Linked DNA regions of Sus scrofa: regions 2 and 3 are each linked to region 1. The links are chromatin contacts, called in public Hi-C and promoter capture Hi-C maps. All regions are on one chromosome and are shown on one strand. Each heading gives the region's core, a stretch centred on a gene start, on an enhancer-like site or on the middle of the called end of the contact. The rest is flanking DNA. Distances are from core to core; before and after follow the strand shown.

Region 1 (2,700 bases), core at 93-2,592:
ACATAGCAAATAAATCTCTGTAAAACAAAAGTTTGCCAGCAACACGTTGTTACCCGAATGGGGTTTGCCTCTTGGTGGGTGTCAGCCAAAAGACACAGCCAAGCCAAATATGCAGATAAGGAAACAAGTAAACAGAATACCAGGGATCTTTCCCAAGCAGTATCTCTCCCAATGGCAAAATGGGGGAATTTTTTTTTTTTTTTTTTTTTTTGTCTTTTTAGGGCCGCACCCACAGCATATGGAGGTTCCCAAGCTAGGTGTCCAGTCGGAGCTGTAGCCGCAGGCCTACGCCACAGCCACAGCCACAGCAAGGCAGGATCCAAGCCGAGTTTGCGACCTACACCATGGCTCATGGCAACGCTGGATCCTCAACCCACTGAGCAAGGCCAGGGATCAAACCCACAACCTCATGGTTCCTAGTCGGATTTGTTTCCGCTGCACCATGAAGGGAACTCCAAAATAGGGGAATTTTTAAGCTATGGGTACATGCATATCAGGAAGGGGCTTGGGCTGAGAACTCAGGAAAGAAATGGGGTAAATGTAAACAGAGTCCAAGCTTTAGTTGAGTAAAGTCTGGAGGGTCAGCGTCATCATGCCATCCCCCACCTGGATGGGGGCCTTAGTTCCTGCAGAACATAAAGGGTATGGGATTGTCAATATATCTGGAACTGGACGGTTTTATTGCTGACCTCCTGTTTCTTGACCGCTTTTCATTTGTTCCTGCATTCTCTTATTTTCCTTACTATCCATAGTTACTGAGACCTATGCAAGGGCTTAGCAGCTTACATCACAAAGGGGCTTAGGCCAAAAATGCCTTCTTTTATTTCAAGAAAGCCGTGCCTGGTTCTCTTTCTCCAGGGGCTCCCTACCTTATCTGCTTACCACGCTTTCACACACTGACATACTTCTAGTACCCAAGACTTTAGAGTGAGGAGACAGAACCAATGTCCCATCCACCCGCTCCCCCGCATCGCCCCAACAGACACATAATCCACAGATCCGGAAGGGAGCCTCGCACTCTTGTGCGTCACCCAAGGTCCCACCTTCTGCCGCCAAGAGGGTTCAGCCCCTCCTGGCCACCAGCCAGGCAGGAAGGCTGAGCACGCTCGCCCTCAGACCTCAGCTACCGCCCAGCTCCGCCCAGAGCCCCGGGAGGGGCCGGCCCTCCCTCCGCTGCGCCGGACAGTCGTGGGAGCTGGAACCCGGGCGGCGCCGTGCGGAGGGGCAGACCCCAAACTTTCCTGAGACTCAAAAGCGGCCTGCGGCGCGAAGAGGCTCCGCCCCTGTCCTGCCACCCGGCGCCTTGGGAAGCGCGTCCCGCTGGCTGCGCTGCCCGCCGCCATGGCCAAGCCCCTGACAGACCAGGAGAAGCGGCGGCAGATCAGCATCCGCGGCATCGTGGGCGTGGAGAACGTGGCCGAGCTGAAGAAGGGCTTCAACCGACACCTGCATTTCACACTGGTCAAGGACCGTAATGTGGCCACCCCTCGCGACTACTTCTTCGCGCTGGCGCACACAGTGCGCGACCACCTGGTGGGGCGCTGGATCCGCACGCAGCAGTACTACTATGAGAAGTGCCCCAAGGTACGAGCCCGGCGCCGCGCGGTGGTTTCCTTGCCGCCCATGCACCGGTCGCACCCTTCCGGGGCCGCGCACTCCAGCAGCCGGCTGTCCTGGCGGCGTCCGGGGCCGTTGGGAGGAGCCCTCGCTGTGACCTCTCCTAACCCGGCTCTCGCTGCCCGGGAAGTCCAGGGCAGTGTCTGGGCGGCGGCTGGGCAGCCCGGGGGACAGATCCGGCACTCCGCTAACACCCCACCCCGAGCGTCATCTCACCCAAACCACAGCTCTGCCCGCCCCCAGGGACCGTCCCGAGTAGATGGCTAGGCCTCCCTCGCCTCTCTGCTTAAATTCATTAACTTTTTTGGTGCATCTACTCTTAAGGTTTTAATCCAGAGGTAGCTGGCGTCTCCTGGGTGCCAGGCACAGGCCCCAGATAGTAGGCCCTGAACAAAGCGGTTAATGCCTTGCCTCGGGGAAGCTCAATGTTTAGGGAGGAGAGACGAATGCAAAGATCGTCAAAGGGCAGTAGGAGCTGAGGGGGCAGGTGGGCCAGAGTTGGAGGAAGGTGCTTTGAGGACTAGGTGGCCTGCTGTAGGCACTGCCTGGGTGTGGTGGAGAGGGAGGATAGAGTTCTCCCCCATCAGAGCTCTGTCCCCACCCCTCCCCTGCTTTCCCCAGTTCCTGGGAGTCGGGCGTGGAGGACTTGGCAGCCCTTTTGTTGTTGTTTTTTGTTTTGTTTGTTTGCTTGTTTGACCGCCTCACTCGGCATGTGAAAGTTCCCAGGCCAGGGATTCATTCGGTGGCACCACAGCAGCGACCAAGCCAATGCAGTGACAACGCCATATCCCGCTGCGCCACAGAAGAACTACCTCCTGGACTGACTTGAGTCCTGCGGGGTGGAGGTGCAGGGCCAGGCTACAGACTTGCTGTAACAGGCTGTTCACAGACCACCCCTACCCACTGCGCAGGGGCTGGAGTGGACGCTGCCTCATCACGGAGGAACACTCTACCTGGCCGATCTGGGAAGGGGAAAATTGAAGAGGACTTGGCAACCAGAGGGATTGTGTTGTGCAGAGACAGGGTGAGAGAGCAGCGCTGGCAGCTGCAGTGAGGGTGGGTGTGAGTCTTGGGAGAGGAAAC
Region 2 (2,700 bases), core at 67-2,566, 1.2 Mb after region 1:
CAGAGTTCATGGTCCCTAATGTCTCCCCACCCTCCATTTTTCCTAGGTGGGGAAAGGGCTGCTGTCAATTTTTCACTGATAGTTAAAGTTTCTGGAAACATGTACTGTTTGTTACTATTTAAGAGTGACTCAATTTGGGCACTCTGTGTGGATGGTCTACAGGTTTTTTTGTGATGCATACCACAGTCTCCAGCATGAAAAATCCTAGGAACTTGAGGAACCAGCACTTTCCAAAATTTTGGAAGACAAGATACAGTCAAATATTGAAGTGTCCAGTCCCAGTTATAATCATCATAAGTACAGAAAGTGTCTGTGCACTCGATCAGCTTCTGATAGGCATCCCGGGTCAAGGCCAGACCCATATTGTGCTCCGTGGATTTCCACGTTTTCACATCTACCTTGTCAGCAACGTCACGGAAACTGCGAACGGTAGTATAGGTCCCCAGGGAGAGAACGTCACACTCAGGACACTCTTGCTGCTTTAAATTCCACATCTTTTTGAAGACATGGTAAAAGTCTGGGGCTACGTAGTGATCCTCCTCTAGGAAAAGTATGAGGCCAGCATAGTCTCGAAGGACTTTGACCCTCTCCCACACGAAATGCAGCTTCCACCACCAGTGGTGTTTGGTTTGGGAGAACTTGGCCTCTCTGTAATGGCCGAAGGAGTCGGGATATTCAGCATTAATGCATCCCATTTTCAAAGCTGCATTCTTCTCCAGGTCTCTAGGGCAATCTCTGGGGTCAGTACCCGGAAACTCGTTAGGGTACAACTGAATGCTGAAAGGAAAGAACACCTGCAGAACCGGACAGAAATCCACCCCAGCGATCAGCTGATTAATCTCAGTCGACCAGAAGTCATGGCTAAAGATGACGAGGACGTTGTCGATTCCCTGGGCTTTCCGAAGTGAGTCCAGGAGCAGTTTGAGGTATTCGGCCCGGTTGTGCACCTGGACCACCAGCACAAGCTCGCGGGGGACCCAGGAGCTGACCTTATCCACATTCCTCAACGTCTGGTCAAAGTTCAGTTGGTACACTAGGGACCGGTACCGCAGCGTCAGGTTGTCCACCTCGGGCTGCGGGGCTGCCGCGACCAGCGGAGCCGCCGAATCGTTGGAGCCCCGGCGGATGCCCACGGATATGGCAGGATGGTCCCCGGCCCGGGCGCCCGCACCCCGCACGGGCTCGGCGTCCAGCAGCGGCGGGGCGAGGGCCTCATTCTTCCTTTGTCGCCCATTGCTGCTCCAGAGGACGAAGCCGCAGGCGGCCACCACGAACGTCAAGATCAGCACCTTCCGCTTGTAGATGCGGAACCTCATGGTCTCCGGGGCCGGGAGCGCGGGCAGGCGCGTAAAGGAGCTAGCGGATCCCGCACGGAAAGGGCGGGCGGGCGGCGGCCGTGGCCTGCAGCGATCGGAATGGGCCTCCGCGGCTGCCCTCGCTAACTCATCCCTGGCCCCGGGGGTCCTGGGGCCCGAAGGCGCTCAGCTCCCCTGTGCCGCCCGGGCTCCACACATCCTCGCCTGGCAGCTGCAGCTCAGGCTGTCCCGCCGCTAGGAGCCGCGACTCAGCGTCGCCTCGGTCCTCTCCATCCGGCACGGGTCCGAGAAGCCCGCCGCGGCCCCACCGCACCCCGGCTCCGTTACCTGCGCTTCCAGCGGCCCTGCGTCCTCTGGGCTTTCATCCTTACGCAGGCACCGGACGTCCCGGACCGAGGGACGCAACCTCGTCCCACTCCCGCGGAGACTGTCCTGACAACCAGCAACTGGCTCGCGGAGCTCCGCGGCCCCCGGGCCCACACCCCTCCGGCCCGCCCCTCGGGCCGTCGGTTGGCGCTTCCCCGACGCGTCGGGAGACGACCGGGCGTCGCTGCCCGCCTCTTATTGGGCCGCGGCGCTGTCGCTCAGGCTCAGTTCCTGCTTCCGTCCCGATCCTCCTTTTCCGGTGAGGCTAGAGCAGAGCGAGACCCGGAACGTGGACATCGGTTTTACTGGTAAGCTACACGCGGAGTGGTAGCGGTCTCGACTGGAGCCCCCGAAGCTCAGGATCCCGGGGTGGCCGGGCGAACCCTGGTAGGAGAGGGAGGGCGAGGCCCGCCGCCTTGGGGGATTTCAAGAACGGGCTTCTCCCTTCCGGGAAGGGGCTCCCGCATGGCGGCTGCCGGGCCGGGAGGCACTTGTTAAGGACACGTCAGCCTTCGGGGCCGCTGAAGGGAGACCGTGTTTCGGAGGGAGAAGTCAAACCACGTTGCTGCGGTCCTCAGAGAAGGGCCGGGCTCGGCCTTGGCACCAGCTACACCGCACCCGGAGCCAGACTGGCTCTCGCGCTCACTCTCCCACTCTTCCGAAGGAGAGTAGATTATCACACGACCACGCTTTAGTTGTTGGGTAACCACGGTAAATTAAGGACCAAAGGAACCCACTTTGGAACTTAGAGTCAGTAGGGGGACCTGACTGTATAGGGCATCCTTATGCTGCTGCTCTGGCCCTTATTTTAGTGAGCCTCATTTTATCACTGCTCCGATGATTAGCCTTCTAAAGAGTTGTGCACATATATATATTTATTCGTGTGGAAAATGCGTATTTGGTGCATTTATACGTTAATGATTTCTGTAATGTTACTATTTCCATATTTACAAAACTTAAAATTTCAAAATGTTTAACGTCTGTTGCTGTATTTTAAATATTTTACCACAGTATTCAT
Region 3 (2,700 bases), core at 96-2,595, 1.2 Mb after region 1:
AAATGTCCTAAGAAACAAAAAAACAAAACGAAAAATCCAGAACGAATTGCTTATTTAGTTGTATACGTGTCACTGAGTGGCAGAAGTTGAATCTGGAAGAAAGGGCTCTTAAAAAAAAAGAGAGAGAGAGAGAGAGACAAAATGAAAGGAAGGGTTCAGGTAATAATACTATTTTCCTCACTACATTTGTTTTGAGAGCAGGATCAAGCCATATCTGGTTTTTCAGTCTCTGACTTGATTCCTTCATTATGTAAAAAAGTTCCCAATTTGGATGGGGAATTTCATAATCCTGAAATAACGTACCTTTAAGAGGTGTAGTGTTTCAGTTCTAATGTAAGAATTCATGCATAAAAGTTTCCTATATTTTGCACCCTGTGGTACATTTTATATTTCTAGTTAAAGCTCTTATTTTAGATTCATACTTAATTTTTCGTTTATTTACAGACATTATAAATGACCACGTGGATTTTAGAGACTTTTTCGGCAGATTATTAGAAGGCGTGTGATTCTTGCTAGTTATTTTGTTACCAGATCATTTGGTCAAAGCAACATACATTGGATATTTACTTGTTTCTTAACTTTAAACTTAACTAACTACACTGAAATATTAAACATCCTAAGTCTCATGTCATTTTTCTGGAATGGTGTGTGTCAATTAAAAATAAGTTTGAAAACGTATTCTGTTTAAAAACAGGAACTCCTACCGTTGACTCCTAGTTATTACAGTTGATTTTAAGTTTTTTTGCTATTTTATCCCAGTAGGGGTCAGTGTAGAGTTGAGGCAAACGTCCTTTTTCCTTTACGAGTTTAAGACTTTAATTTAAAAAAATGTGAAGGATTCTGAAGAGGAAAATAGCAGAATACTGAGATCAATTATTTGAGGGTTCAAAAGAAAAATTTATTCCAAAAGAGACGGGGTCTCGCTATGTTGCCCAGGCTGGAGTACAGTGGCTATTCACAGGCGCGATCCCACTACTGATCAGCACGGGAGTTTTGACCTGCTCCGTTTCCGACCTGGGCCGGTTCACCCCTCCTTAGGCAACCTGGTGGTCCCCCGCTCCCGGAGGGTCACCATATTGATGCCGAACTTAGTGCGGACACCCGATCGGCATAGCGCACTGCAGCCCAGAACTCCTGGGCTCAAGCGATCCTCCAGCCTCAGCCTCCCGAGTAGCTGGGACTACAGGCGCGCGCCACCGCGCCCGGCGGTGGCAGAAGGCGCAAGACAAAACTAGAGGCTGCGGTGTGGTGACGTCATCAGCAGGGCCCGCCCAGACTATTTCCATGCTTCCTCTTCACTCCCACCCCCGAGGAACAGCGTGGCCACACTGCGCACGCGTCACTGGTCCGCACTGCCTTCTGGGTAAACTGTGTCCAAAATTTTGAAGAGCGCATGCGTGCGCTAAGTCTGTCCTTTTGCCTCGTTGCAGCCGAGAGAGCAAGATGGGTCACCAGCAGCTCTACTGGAGCCATCCAAGAAAATTCGGTCAGGGTTCTCGCTCTTGGTGAGAAACAGAATGTCGCTTCAGGGAAGGGTTCCTCTGGGGCGCGACGCTGCTTGAAATAGAATGGCGGAGCCCCGCAGGTTTGCGCGTGGGGGGAGACGGAATCGGAGCTTGATTGCCGCCATTACAGGCCTCTCATGGGTCTTTGGTGACCAGCAGTGTGGGTGGTGGCTCTCTGAGTGCCGAATTGTTTACTTTCTGCGACTTGCGTTAATTTTTTCTATTTGCAGCCGAGTCTGCTCAAACCGGCACGGTCTGATCCGGAAATACGGCCTCAATATGTGCCGCCAGTGCTTCCGCCAGTACGCGAAGGATATTGGCTTCATCAAGGTATGCGTCCGCGGGCCGCATGCTCCTATTTCTGGGAGAGGCCAACAAGGGGTAGTTCCTTGGTGTGGGCTTTCGGCCAATGACGTTTTCTGCGTTTAGTTAGCAGCGCTGTTCTTGGTAGAGGATGACACTGTTCAGGGTTTGTGGCAGCCATGTGAATAGAATGGCGGGGATGCAGTGAAGGCCTTAAAAGAAGTCTTTGTAATCCCATTTTACCATTTTCGCCAGTTCGAGGTGCCGTGTAAAGTGTGTATAAAACTATTTACTTTTATGAAACCATGCTAAAATTCAACATTAGATCTCTAATCCTATCTAGCTATTTTTAAGCAAAGTACATGAGTTGACCACTGTCTTGAAATGTTGAGTTACGAGTTAGCGTCATGTAGGGGAATGAGCTTGAGGTTTGGGGCCATGTATGTTTTTTGAGGATTCAGGCAGGTAGTCATAATGACTTGGGTCACGTGTCTTGAAGCAAAGGTTTTACCTGTGGAAGCTAAATGGCAGTATTGTTGCAAAAATTAATGTATATATGAAGCTCAGAGGTGAAAACATTTCTTATTGGGTCTTTGAGCTGCATCTCTGGCCTTTTGATTCATAGTTAGGCCTCAGTAATTAAGTAGAACCTGCTTCTCTATATGTGCTTGGGAGTTGCCTGGTGGCTCAGTTGCTTAAAGATATCTGGTGGTGTCACTGCTGTGACATAAGTTTGATCCCTGGTTAGAAACTTCACATGCCGAGAGTGCAGCCAAAAAAGTGTTCTTATTTTGGTGAATTACTGTGGGTAATAATTGTTCATGTGACACTTATGTGACAGAGGCAAAATATCTTGAGCTTAAACTTTTGGCTTGGACGAAATGCTTAACAA

What was found. Promoter capture Hi-C pulls out the DNA fragments that hold promoters and counts their contacts. A called contact is a pair of places that touch in the nucleus more often than the background predicts.
Region 2: a Hi-C map of liver shows a contact between it and region 1, with 7 times the contacts expected there. The contact joins the promoter of MGAT2 here to the promoter of PYGL in region 1. A contact is called at or near these places in 1 of 47 Hi-C or Micro-C datasets (liver) and 1 of 2 datasets of contacts at active chromatin or transcription factors (alveolar macrophages).
Region 3: a promoter capture Hi-C map of liver shows a contact between it and region 1, with 4 times the contacts expected there. The contact joins the promoter of RPS29 here to the promoter of PYGL in region 1. A contact is called at or near these places in 1 of 5 promoter capture datasets (liver), 1 of 47 Hi-C or Micro-C datasets (liver) and 1 of 2 datasets of contacts at active chromatin or transcription factors (alveolar macrophages).

Annotation. Positions count from the first base shown.
Region 1 is chr1:180,702,766-180,705,465 of Sscrofa11.1, reverse strand. It overlaps PYGL (glycogen phosphorylase L), which reads left to right and starts at 1,342. Exons shown (of 21, transcript NM_001123172.1): 1 at 1,342-1,584. The coding sequence starts at 1,342.
Region 2 is chr1:179,477,080-179,479,779 of Sscrofa11.1, reverse strand. It overlaps MGAT2 (mannosyl (alpha-1,6-)-glycoprotein beta-1,2-N-acetylglucosaminyltransferase), which reads right to left and starts at 1,316. Exons shown (of 1, transcript NM_001128482.1): 1 at 1-1,316. The coding sequence starts at 1,316. RPL36AL (ribosomal protein L36a like) reads left to right here and starts at 1,960. Exons shown (of 2, transcript NM_213917.1): 1 at 1,960-1,990; 2 at 2,694-2,700.
Region 3 is chr1:179,455,492-179,458,191 of Sscrofa11.1, reverse strand. RPS29 (40S ribosomal protein S29) reads left to right here and starts at 1,345. Exons shown (of 3, transcript XM_021101317.1): 1 at 1,345-1,505; 2 at 1,736-1,835. The coding sequence starts at 1,444. It also overlaps LOC102723301.